2 separate regions of the Zea mays genome follow, and region 2 is linked to region 1. A link is a contact called in public Hi-C data. All regions are on one chromosome and are shown on one strand. Each heading gives the region's core, a stretch centred on a gene start, on an enhancer-like site or on the middle of the called end of the contact. The rest is flanking DNA. Distances are from core to core; before and after follow the strand shown. Region 1 holds the start of LOC100502457 (Mitochondrial phosphate carrier protein 3 mitochondrial). Region 2 holds the start of LOC100282337.

Region 1 (5,321 bases), core at 1,615-4,114:
AATTCAACACCTGGAATACTGATCATAGTAAGGACCACTCATTATGTCTATCTCAATTCTCAAAACTTCAAACCTTTTTAGAGCACAACATACTGCTCAAACTGCTATAATTTATAATGGTCCAGCTAGGCAACGAAAGGTGATTTCTAGATATCAGACACACAATCAGGAACCATATAAACATAAATTGACAAAAAAACAAAGATGGCACCAGATGACTCTGAATAGAAAAGGATACATATGAAATACCAAACGTGTCAACAAATCAAATAGCATTTCAAGATTCTAATATAGAAGGATATTACTAACTCGAAATACTCTTAACCCAAGTTGATAAATATAGCAAATAAGATTATCAAGAAACTCATCAATAACATTTTTATAGATTTTGCGCCAATGAAGTGGTAGCATAACAAAATACCCAAAACTCTACCTGCAAGGCTGACCAAACATGATATGGAGAAGGAGTTGGATGATCCTGTAGCTAGAAATAATTGAGGACACTAAACAGTAAATAGATCAGACAAAATTCCCATTAGAATAAAGTATGTTACCATTCTTTGTAAGTTTTAAAAATAGCAAAATTCACAAGAATGGGTAGGCAGGATTCACCATACGTGTCATACTGACAGACTAAGATCACACGTAAGTCTGAAGGGAGGCGGGTTCAATTAAGATCACACACAAGTTCTAACTATATACAATTAGTTGGCTTCGAAATTTCAACAGAAATCATGTTTAACTGATGGGCTAAGCGGTCATTGCTACTTAAGTGTACTTTTAGAATTGAATACCTTAGAAGGGGATGCTATATTTCTAGTCTTCCGGTAGCAATAGCTTCATCATGGGTCACCAGCCCATGACAAAATCAAGAGCTTCTGTGAACCATCACCTAACTTCATAAACGATGACATTTTTTCCTGAACAAACTCAAGGGCCTCTGTGCTGTCAGTCAAAACAGTCAGGTTAACCAAAAAAATGTAAAGTTTTCGCTCCAAACTAAAGTTCAGAAACTCATTTTGTCTACAACGAACAAGCTCACCTAGCAGACCAAACTGCATAACCATATCGGTCTGCAGCAAGTTAGGCGCCATCTCTTCTGTTAGCTCTATCTCTATGGACTTAAGGGTATTCTGTTCCAGCACAAAATTAAGACCTGACGAAAGAAAATCAAGGCTATTTAGATACATGCAATGCTAACATTAATGAATGGAAATATAAATACCTAGTTCCCCATGAACCACATCGGCTACCTGCGCATCGGCGAGGCTCAACCGTGGGATCCACCTCGGCCTTCCCGGACTTAACGAGGGCGATTCGAGGAACAATACATCCAGCGCGTAGGCGAAGGAGACGTCCAGGAGCATTTGGATCGCGCGGCGGCGAAGGCACATAACGACGGCCCGCGACGGCCTCCGCACTGAGCCGAGCGCAACGGGGCCTGCGACGAGTGCCCTAACCTTAGTAGGAGGAGGTGGTGGTGGGTCGGTGGACAGAGCAGTGCAGAAGGCCAGGCACGCGAGGGGTGGTTCTGGGGTTGGCGCGGATGGAGCGAAGCAGCGGCGAAGGTGGCCGAGCGGAGACAGGAGGAAAAGAAAGTGCTCGGTCCATACGCCCATACGGGCGACATGGCGAGATGGAGTGCGCGGCGGAGGAAGACGATGGTCGAAGGCCTGGGCTAGTGGAGCCGGCCGCGACGCCGGGGATGTAGGTCGCGGCGAGATCTGGAGGAGGCAGGTGTGCGGCAGTGGGCATGACGTGGGAGTGAGAAGAGGCGGCAGTGAGCCGGCGGCGTAGGAGAGAGAGGAGCACGAAACGTCCATAGGTCGATTGAAGATAAAATTTCGGGTCCGGTATAGGTGTCGCACGCGCACAGGTTGGCACTGGCGGAAACGCGGAGGAGGCCTCGATTACTAGCGTCTTTTAAGACTTTAGATGTCTTGATGAGGAGCGCAATCCCATCCATTTTGGTTGAGGCCCCAATCACAGACACTATAATAACTACGGGTAGGATTGACATGGAAGCCAACAATTTCTGCTCCCAAAACTCTAGTCACCACACACCCACACCTGACACCGGTAGATTCTAACTCCTCTACCTCAATATTAAAATAAAGTCATTTTGAAGGGGTAGCTAGAGATAGGCAAAGTATGTCGTTTTAGATGTAAGTACTCCATTTTGGACGGCTTTACCCTCCAACTCTTTGTGCCGAACCCAACATATCGCAAAAAAAAAATTGCTGAGCAATGAGGAAACCAATCCTAGGACCTCATGTCCCTGCTGCCTTTAACCGTCTGCAATAACAATTCAAGTTGCATCATTTTTGTATCCACAGTATAGCTACAGTGCTGTTTAATATGGACAAGCTTGATAAATGTAACCTAATTAATCACGCATAATTATATCCTAAACGACTTCTATTCCATATGGAGGGAGTACATCACTGCATAGCTGCATATGCGTCGCTTTGATTAGCCATTTATGCTACCTGGGATTTCAGCTGCCAGCATCAGTATCCGTAGTCAAAAATTCAAAATCAACAAATCAACAGAATTATCGGCCCAAATGGAAAACAAGAATGGAAGCCGTACTGCAAGATTCAAAGCACGTGAAACATCACATGATCCAGATTTCGAAGTTTCAAACCATGTGGTTCCCATGCACTCGAACCACGTGTGACGCGCCGGAAGGTCTGGCATATGACTGCGAGGCATGCTTCGTTTGTCCACAAAATTCAGTGTGTTTCCTCCTGGTTTTCGCCATGCGTCGCATCTTTTTCTCCGGCGCGGACCGCGGAGAAAAAAAAAATAGCCCGGCTATGCCAAAATCACCCCCGGCACGCTCTTCTCTACGCGCCCCTACCGTCCCGGCGGCGGCCAGCGCTGGGCTCTTTTGCCGTGCCCCGCGGCACTGCCCCCACGCCATCCGCACACACCCACTGGAAAAACAGCAGCCGCGCGTTACGGCGTTAGCGGCCAAGCCACTTTACGCCAGTGGCCGCCGGCAAGCGCGGTCAGGTCGGGACTCGACGGAGAGAGCTCTCAGCTTCTCCCGACCTAAGTAAGCTAGGTGGACAACGCCTGCAGGCTGCGGCACCAACGCGGCCTTCGCCGCGACCCCCTCCCCATCTCCCTCCTCCCTACCATGCGCGAGGGCGAGGCCCACGCCCACGCCCTCCCGTCGAAAACCCAGCTACTCCCGTGCCTCAAAGATGACGAGCCGCGACAAGGTGGGGTGCTCCTCGATCCCGCTGCCCCTCGACCGTGTCCTTGCCGCGCTGGTCGCCAGCACCCAGCAACTCGGGAGGGGGTGGGAGGCGGCCTTCCGCGTCCGATGCGGGAAGGCAGCTGGAGCGGCGGTCGGGGAGGCGGAGGGGAAAGGAGAGGTTATAGAGATGCACACGCCGCTGTTCTACGCTACCTGCGCCCTCGGCGGCGTTCTCAGCACCGGCCTCACTCACCTCGCTGTAACGCCGCTCGACCTCGTCAAGTGCAACATGCAGGTCCGTCACTGTCAGCGATAGGTTCCTTCGCTTGTTCTCCTTGTCCATGTCTCAATGACTAACACAGCTGCTGCCTGCTTCAATGTCCCTTCACTCAGGTGGATCCTAGCAAGTACAGGGACATTACATCTGCCTTTGGTGTCATGCTCCATGAGCAAGGACCCCGTGGCTTGTTCAGGGGATGGATGGCCACACTGGTTGGGTACAGCTGCCAGGGGGCCTGCAAGTTTGGGTTCTACGAGTTCTTCAAGAAGTGCTACTCTGACATTTCTGGTCCCGAGAACGTTGAAAGGTTGAGGACTTTGATCTACCTTGCAGCTTCCGCGTCCGCTGAGGTGATTGCGGATGTAGCTCTCTGCCCCATGGAGGCTGTCAAAATTCGGGTCCAGACACAACCGGGATTTGCTCGCTGCCTGGTCGATGGGCTTCCGAAGATTGTCCAATCTGAAGGTGCCTTTGGGTACAGATACTGCATGTCTTGTATGATCTGTGTTATTGTTCAAGGTTTTTGGGGAGCAACAATCTTTTAACACTGGGTGCAAATTTCAGGCTTTACAAAGGTCTACTTCCTCTTTGGGGCCGCCAAGTTCCCTGTAAGTCAAAAATGGATTGCTAGTTTATACAGTTACTTGTTAAGGGCTTATCGGTGCTTAGCTAATAGTTCAGCTATTAGCTACTTTTAGCAAATTAGCTAATAGTTAACTAGCTACTCACTACATCTCAAATTAGTATTCACTTTAGGGTCTGTTTGGAATCATCCAGTTTTTAATAAATTGATTTATGAAAACTGAGGTGGTTCCAAACATACTAGTTTATGTCCCGGTTTATAGAAACTGAGTTTTCAATTTCTTAAAACCAAGAAGCTAACCTCTCTTAGCTAAAGTAAGTTTATGAAAACTATGGTGATTCCAAACATTATTAACCATTTTTCTTTCATAAACCAGTTTCTAGAAACTAAAGATAAAAATTGGATTATTAAAAACTAGGTTGTTTACAAACAGGGCCTTAGCTCTTGGTTTTTATGTCTATATTCAAATGGATGATGATAAATCTAGACAGATATCATGTTAGGATCGTAAGTGAGACAAAGGAGACACAGAGTTTAACGTGGAAAAACTCCTCCAATGTGGAGGAGAAAAAAAACACGGGAAAACAGATCTATTATATGGTATGTCGTACATGGTACAAGGGGGCTTATTTATATAGGGAATGGAGATAGAGATAGAGTCAAAAAATCTTATCCAACAAATCTCTCCTTGACGCTAAATCTATAAAATTGTTTCCTCAAACACCACTAGAGTGCTAAGCTCCACGAACACCTACCAAGTCAAGACAATGCTTGAACTTGGTATTAGATAATGGTTTTATAAGCATGTCTGCAGGATTTTCATCAGTATGTATCTTGTCCACTTTAATCTTGCCTTCAGCAACAATATTACGAATGAAGTGATACTTGATATCAATATGCTTGGTCTTGAAGTGATACATGTCATTCTTGGTCAGACAAATAACACTATGACTATCACAATAAACCTTAATGACATCCTGAGGAACATCAAGTTCAGAAATAAGACCTTGCATCCAAATAGCTTCTTTAACCCCTTCAGTAGCTGAGACATATTTTGCTTCAGTAGTGGAAAGAGCAGTAACAGACTGAAGTGAAGCCCTCCAACTCACTGCAGAACCGCATGATGAAAATATATAGCCAGATATGGAGCGTCTCTTATCAAGATCACCAGCAAAGTCAGAATCAACAAATCCCTCAACAAATCCCATGACACCAGTTTCCTTCACTGAATTCTTGCCAAACAATAATCC
Region 2 (4,738 bases), core at 1,874-4,373, 160 kb after region 1:
GGGACCGTTTGAGAGAGGGAAAGGGTTGAAAGAGACCCGGTCTTTGTGACCACCTCAACGGGGAGTAGGTTTGCAAGAACCGAACCTCGGTAAAACAAATCCTTGTGTCACACTCCTTATTTGCTTGAGATTTGTTTTGCACCCTCTTTCGCGGACTCGTTTTTATTTCTAACGCTAACCCGGCTTGTAGTTGTGTTTATATTTGTAAATTTCAGTTTTGCCCTATTCACCCCCCTCTAGGCGACTATCACCAGCGCCTCAGCTCTTCTTTGTGGCGTCGTGCGTGCGACGCGTCAATGTAACTTCGCGCGCCACGACAACTGTTTATGAGGTAGCGAGCGTCGCCATCTGGATGGGACAGTGGGAGTAGGTGGTTTGCTGCTCGAGTGAGAATCTAGCAGTAGCCCTTCGTGTTGAGCATATGAGGTAAGTCATGGGTGATCTGAGCCAGCACCCAGCCAACCTGGCTCGGAGTCCGCATGGTTCGAGCTACCTCGGGTCGTAGATTTTAGGAGAGAGGTATATGATCACGTGCGAGCCTAACGTTGTGCTCAGCCAGTTCGTGCTCACGCTCCTGAGCGTCGCGATAGCTCCATCAACGGACGTTCCTCTATAGGCAGAACCCCCACTCATCCGGAGAGATAGGCTGGGTTGGGTCCTATTCTCTGGTGGCGTGACACCGGACATTATGACACCAATTTCGGTGAAGTTGCGCCTTGCACTGTGGGGGCTCCTCCCCCTGCACGGTGGGCTCATCGTTGGAGATGGGGTTGTCGTCTACCCCTATGTTCATGAAGAGGATGTTGGGGTAGTAGAGGGGAGGCTCTACCTCCACTGGATTCATGATCGCGCCCATGGGTCGAGTTACCGAGGCGTCAGTCGGTCGCGCTCCAGCAGTCCTAAGAACAACGAGCACTTGGGCCCTTTCTTCTTGCAACTAATCCAGGTCCAACCCCGGGTTGGTGAGGTGGACAATGGATCCTACTGCATTGGAACTGCTATGACGGTCGGCCGAGGCGGAGGCATTGGTGCAACCACACGTCTAGGTGGTGCAGCAGCAGCCGGACATGACACACGGATGAGTCGGGCCCCTAAGTGCAGGTGTGGGCCGCACAAGGCTCAATTCGTGACTGAATGAGGTTTAGCCATGACCGTCTCCAGGGCCGCCCTGGATCTCAACAAGGGCTTCTTCTCTGTCGGGGCGATGGTGTGGGACAACGGGGCCTCCTTCCCCACACTCGCTACGTGGTGCAGGGCACCCCTTTGGTCCATGATGCGTGAGAGGCATCCAAAGTGGAAAACATCTCCGATGATGAAGCTGAAGACGGTGTTGAAAACAATGGCCCTGTAGCTATCGTATATGAATGTTGCGCTCTCTGCCTAGCGCGCCAGCAATCGGAGTTTGGTACCAACGTCACACTACGGGGTATACCACATAGTGCTTTTGGGAGGATGATGAGGTCGATCGCAACTCGATGGGTCGTGTGAGGCACGATGGAACACAATAAACTATACAGGTTCGGACCGCTCAAGCGCATAATACCCTACGTCCTATAAGTTTGTGGATGTGTATTGCTCGGTGATTAGAGGTTACAAAGGGTTCATGTTGTAGAAGATGACTATGCTTCTGAGGTCTCTCTCATTTTCGTAGGGGCTCCTCCTCTACCTTATTCCCGACCGAGAAAGAGTTACAACGCATGGCCCGATACATGATCTTCGTCCACCCGCCTCTGCTAGAGTCGTACCGAGTTTTTCGGTGGTCAGCGAGTCCTCAAGAGATTTCTACGTTCTCTGCATGTGTCGAACACAGTCTAGGTTTCTTCCTCACCCGCTTCCGATTTTGCCCGACTAAAGTCCCCAAGGGGACCATGTACCTAACCCACTAGGTGCCTTTCAGGCGGCGTAGAGAGCATAACCAATCCGTGGTGATTCGGGGGATATCTACCCCCCACACTCTTAACACATGGGTAGAATCTAAACCCGTCTTGTCCCAAAGGATGGGATTATGTTAATCTCTTTGGTAAACATGACTCATCCAAGTCTAGAGGAGGGAGAAAGTGCTCACCTCAAGCTCAAGCCAAGAATTCCGATCCCAGGGAAATCTTGGACAAAGAATCGTCCATGGCATGTCATAGGCATGGAATGATGGATAACTTTTTTGCCTTTGTATATTCATGAGACATCAACTTTGGAACTTGGAAAAGAAGACATTGTCAATAAACATAGAAGTAATTTCATGACAATCCAATCAAATTCATGGTTCCATGCGATTTTTTTGAAACAATCTTTCTCTCTGCCATCATCACATATGAGAGCTACAACCCCTTCATGCTTCTTGTCCATAAATTCTTCGAAAGGATGTTGTAGATGTTTTTATCTATCATAAATATTGCAAATCTTGTATGTTTTGGCATGAGTCCTACAAACAGGTTGGTGTTGCAGGGAAACCACTTCACCAACATGAGATACGACTTTAAGGTTTCCCATGTATGATCTTGTTTCTTAAAACAAGCACTATTAGGAGGTAACTCGAACTTTCACCTATTCTTCTAACAAATTTTTTTCCTTAAAATAAAAGGGATTTCCTTCTATAAATATGATATTTTAAAAGGAGCTTAAATGACATAATTGTGGAAATTATTTATTCAGATTTTTGCTAATCATTTTAGGTTTGCCAAGCTTGGCATCTAGAGACCCATGATCGTCTAGAGTGGCGCCCATGAGCGAAGGGGCATCAACCATTCAATCATACAGTATGATGAAATATTGCAAAAATAAATAGACAATCATACAAGTATCTCATTTTTTATTTTGACGTAAGTACAGGGGTGTTAGCGAAAATAGCAAACCACCCTTGTAACACCTTGTGCATAAGCAAAGACATGTATTTCTTACTTAGGCCCCGTTTCAATCTTACGGGATAAACTTTAGCCTCCTACTAAACTTTAGCTATATGAATTGAAATGCTAAAGTTTAGTTTCAATTACCACCATTAGCTCTCCTATTTAGATTACAAATGACTAAAAGTAGCTAAAAAAGCTGCTAAAGTTTGTCTTGCGAGATTGGAACAGGGCCTTACCTATGGGGTCATAAAACATGGCTCCGTATGTCAATCACAGATCTAATAAGTTATGTTCTGTATTCCTAATTATCATTTTGCCATTTGCCACCCCCAACTCCCGAGGGCCCATTTCGCCGTCTTTCACTCCATCACCCCCTCTCCCCCAGTCCCCCGTCCCTTTCCCCTCAGCCATCTCCTTCCCCCTCACCTCGCCATGGCGTTCTTCTCTCACCACCATCTCCAGCAGCCACACCCGCAGCAGGCACCGCCCCCGAATCAGCAGCAGCCGGTGCTTCCTTCCTTCAGGTGAATGTTCGACATCAATTTTATTTGCACCCCTTCTGTCTAGAATTGTTGTTTAAGGTGAGAATCGCACTGAATTTCCTCTTCGGATGTCGCAATTCTGGGCAGGAACGCGCTACCGGTGCCTGTGGATGGCCAGATCCCAGCGCCCCTCACCTTCTTCAACCCGCCGCCTGCCTTCCCGGAGCAGCCCGCGCAGACAACGCGTAAGTTTTCTCCGCGAATCCACTATTCGCTTCTTCGAATTCCGCTTAAATTGGCGCTGATTTTGGAGGAGTTTCGGTCTGTTTTGGGCAGTGGTGGATGCGGTGGGGCTGACGGCAGCTGCTGGGCTTGGGTGGAGGCAGCCGAGGGAGCAGGAACTGCTTGGAGAAAACTCCCAGATGTCGTCCATCGATTTTCTGCAGACGGGCTCGGCGGTATCGACGGGGCTGGCGCTGTCTCTGGAGGACCGGCGCCACGGCGGCGGCGGGGCTGGGAACTCCTCCGGCGATTCACCGCTGCTCCTGCTGCCCATGCTGGACGATGACATTTCACGCGAGGTCCAGCGGCTTGACGCTGATATGGACCGCTTCATTAAAGCTCAGGTCACCCACTCATCTTTCTTGCTAAGGCTATTACCAGTCCAAAAGTATCATACTTCAATATCCAAAAACGCTAAATATAATGAAAAGTATGGTAACACACCCTCCACAATGTACAATATCATACTTATATGTTTAAATTAGTTAATTGGTGTGATGTTGTGTCTGTGAGAATGAACCCAAACATTATTTTTTATGCCATAACCTAAGATATCGTGGCAAAGCAGTACCTTGATTAAGATACAACTTTTCTCCCTCTCCTATTAAATGCCTTGCCACATCAGCAAAAAATCCTATGTGGCATCTTATTAATGAGCATGATACTACCCATTGGGGATAACAACAAACCTAATTGTTGATGCATTGCAGTGCCCGTGTGCAACTGTGTGCTTTGTGTGGATCTCCTCAGTCATGTAACCGTTTTGGGGGAGCTTATCGAAGCCCTAGTGTTTGCATGACGTGTTCACTAGTATTTGGTAAGGTTGCCAATGGAGCACATAAAAAAATTGACCACAGGGAGTTAAGCCGCCTCCAACGATATTCATGTAAGAAGTCACAGCGAGAAAACCCGCACCTTGGCCTCCCATTACTAACGGGTTGGCTCTGCCCACTCTGCAACAATCCCCAGGCCGGAGGGTGGCGCACAGAGTTTCTGTAGCCCGAGAGCGGGCGAGACACAACGAGGGGATTTTTTAACCCAAGGTCTGAAAATTCGCTTCCACCAGGAATTGAACTCAGAAGTCAGAACCTATGAGTTCGCTACTACACCACCTAACCAGTTAGACCAGTG

What was found. A called contact is a pair of places that touch in the nucleus more often than the background predicts.
Region 2: a Hi-C map of endosperm shows a contact between it and region 1, with 2.7 times the contacts expected there. The contact joins the promoter of LOC100282337 here to the promoter of LOC100502457 in region 1. A contact is called at or near these places in 2 of 25 Hi-C or Micro-C datasets (ear and endosperm).

The regions. Positions count from the first base shown.
Region 1 is chr1:37,808,684-37,814,004 of Zm-B73-REFERENCE-NAM-5.0, forward strand. LOC100502457 (Mitochondrial phosphate carrier protein 3 mitochondrial) reads left to right here and starts at 2,865. Exons shown (of 6, transcript NM_001196935.1): 1 at 2,865-3,503; 2 at 3,602-3,963; 3 at 4,053-4,096. The coding sequence starts at 3,213. It also overlaps the pseudogene LOC103634112.
Region 2 is chr1:37,967,447-37,972,184 of Zm-B73-REFERENCE-NAM-5.0, forward strand. It overlaps LOC100282337, which reads left to right and starts at 3,124. Exons shown (of 4, transcript NM_001155249.2): 1 at 3,124-3,367; 2 at 3,473-3,570; 3 at 3,662-3,951. The coding sequence starts at 3,132.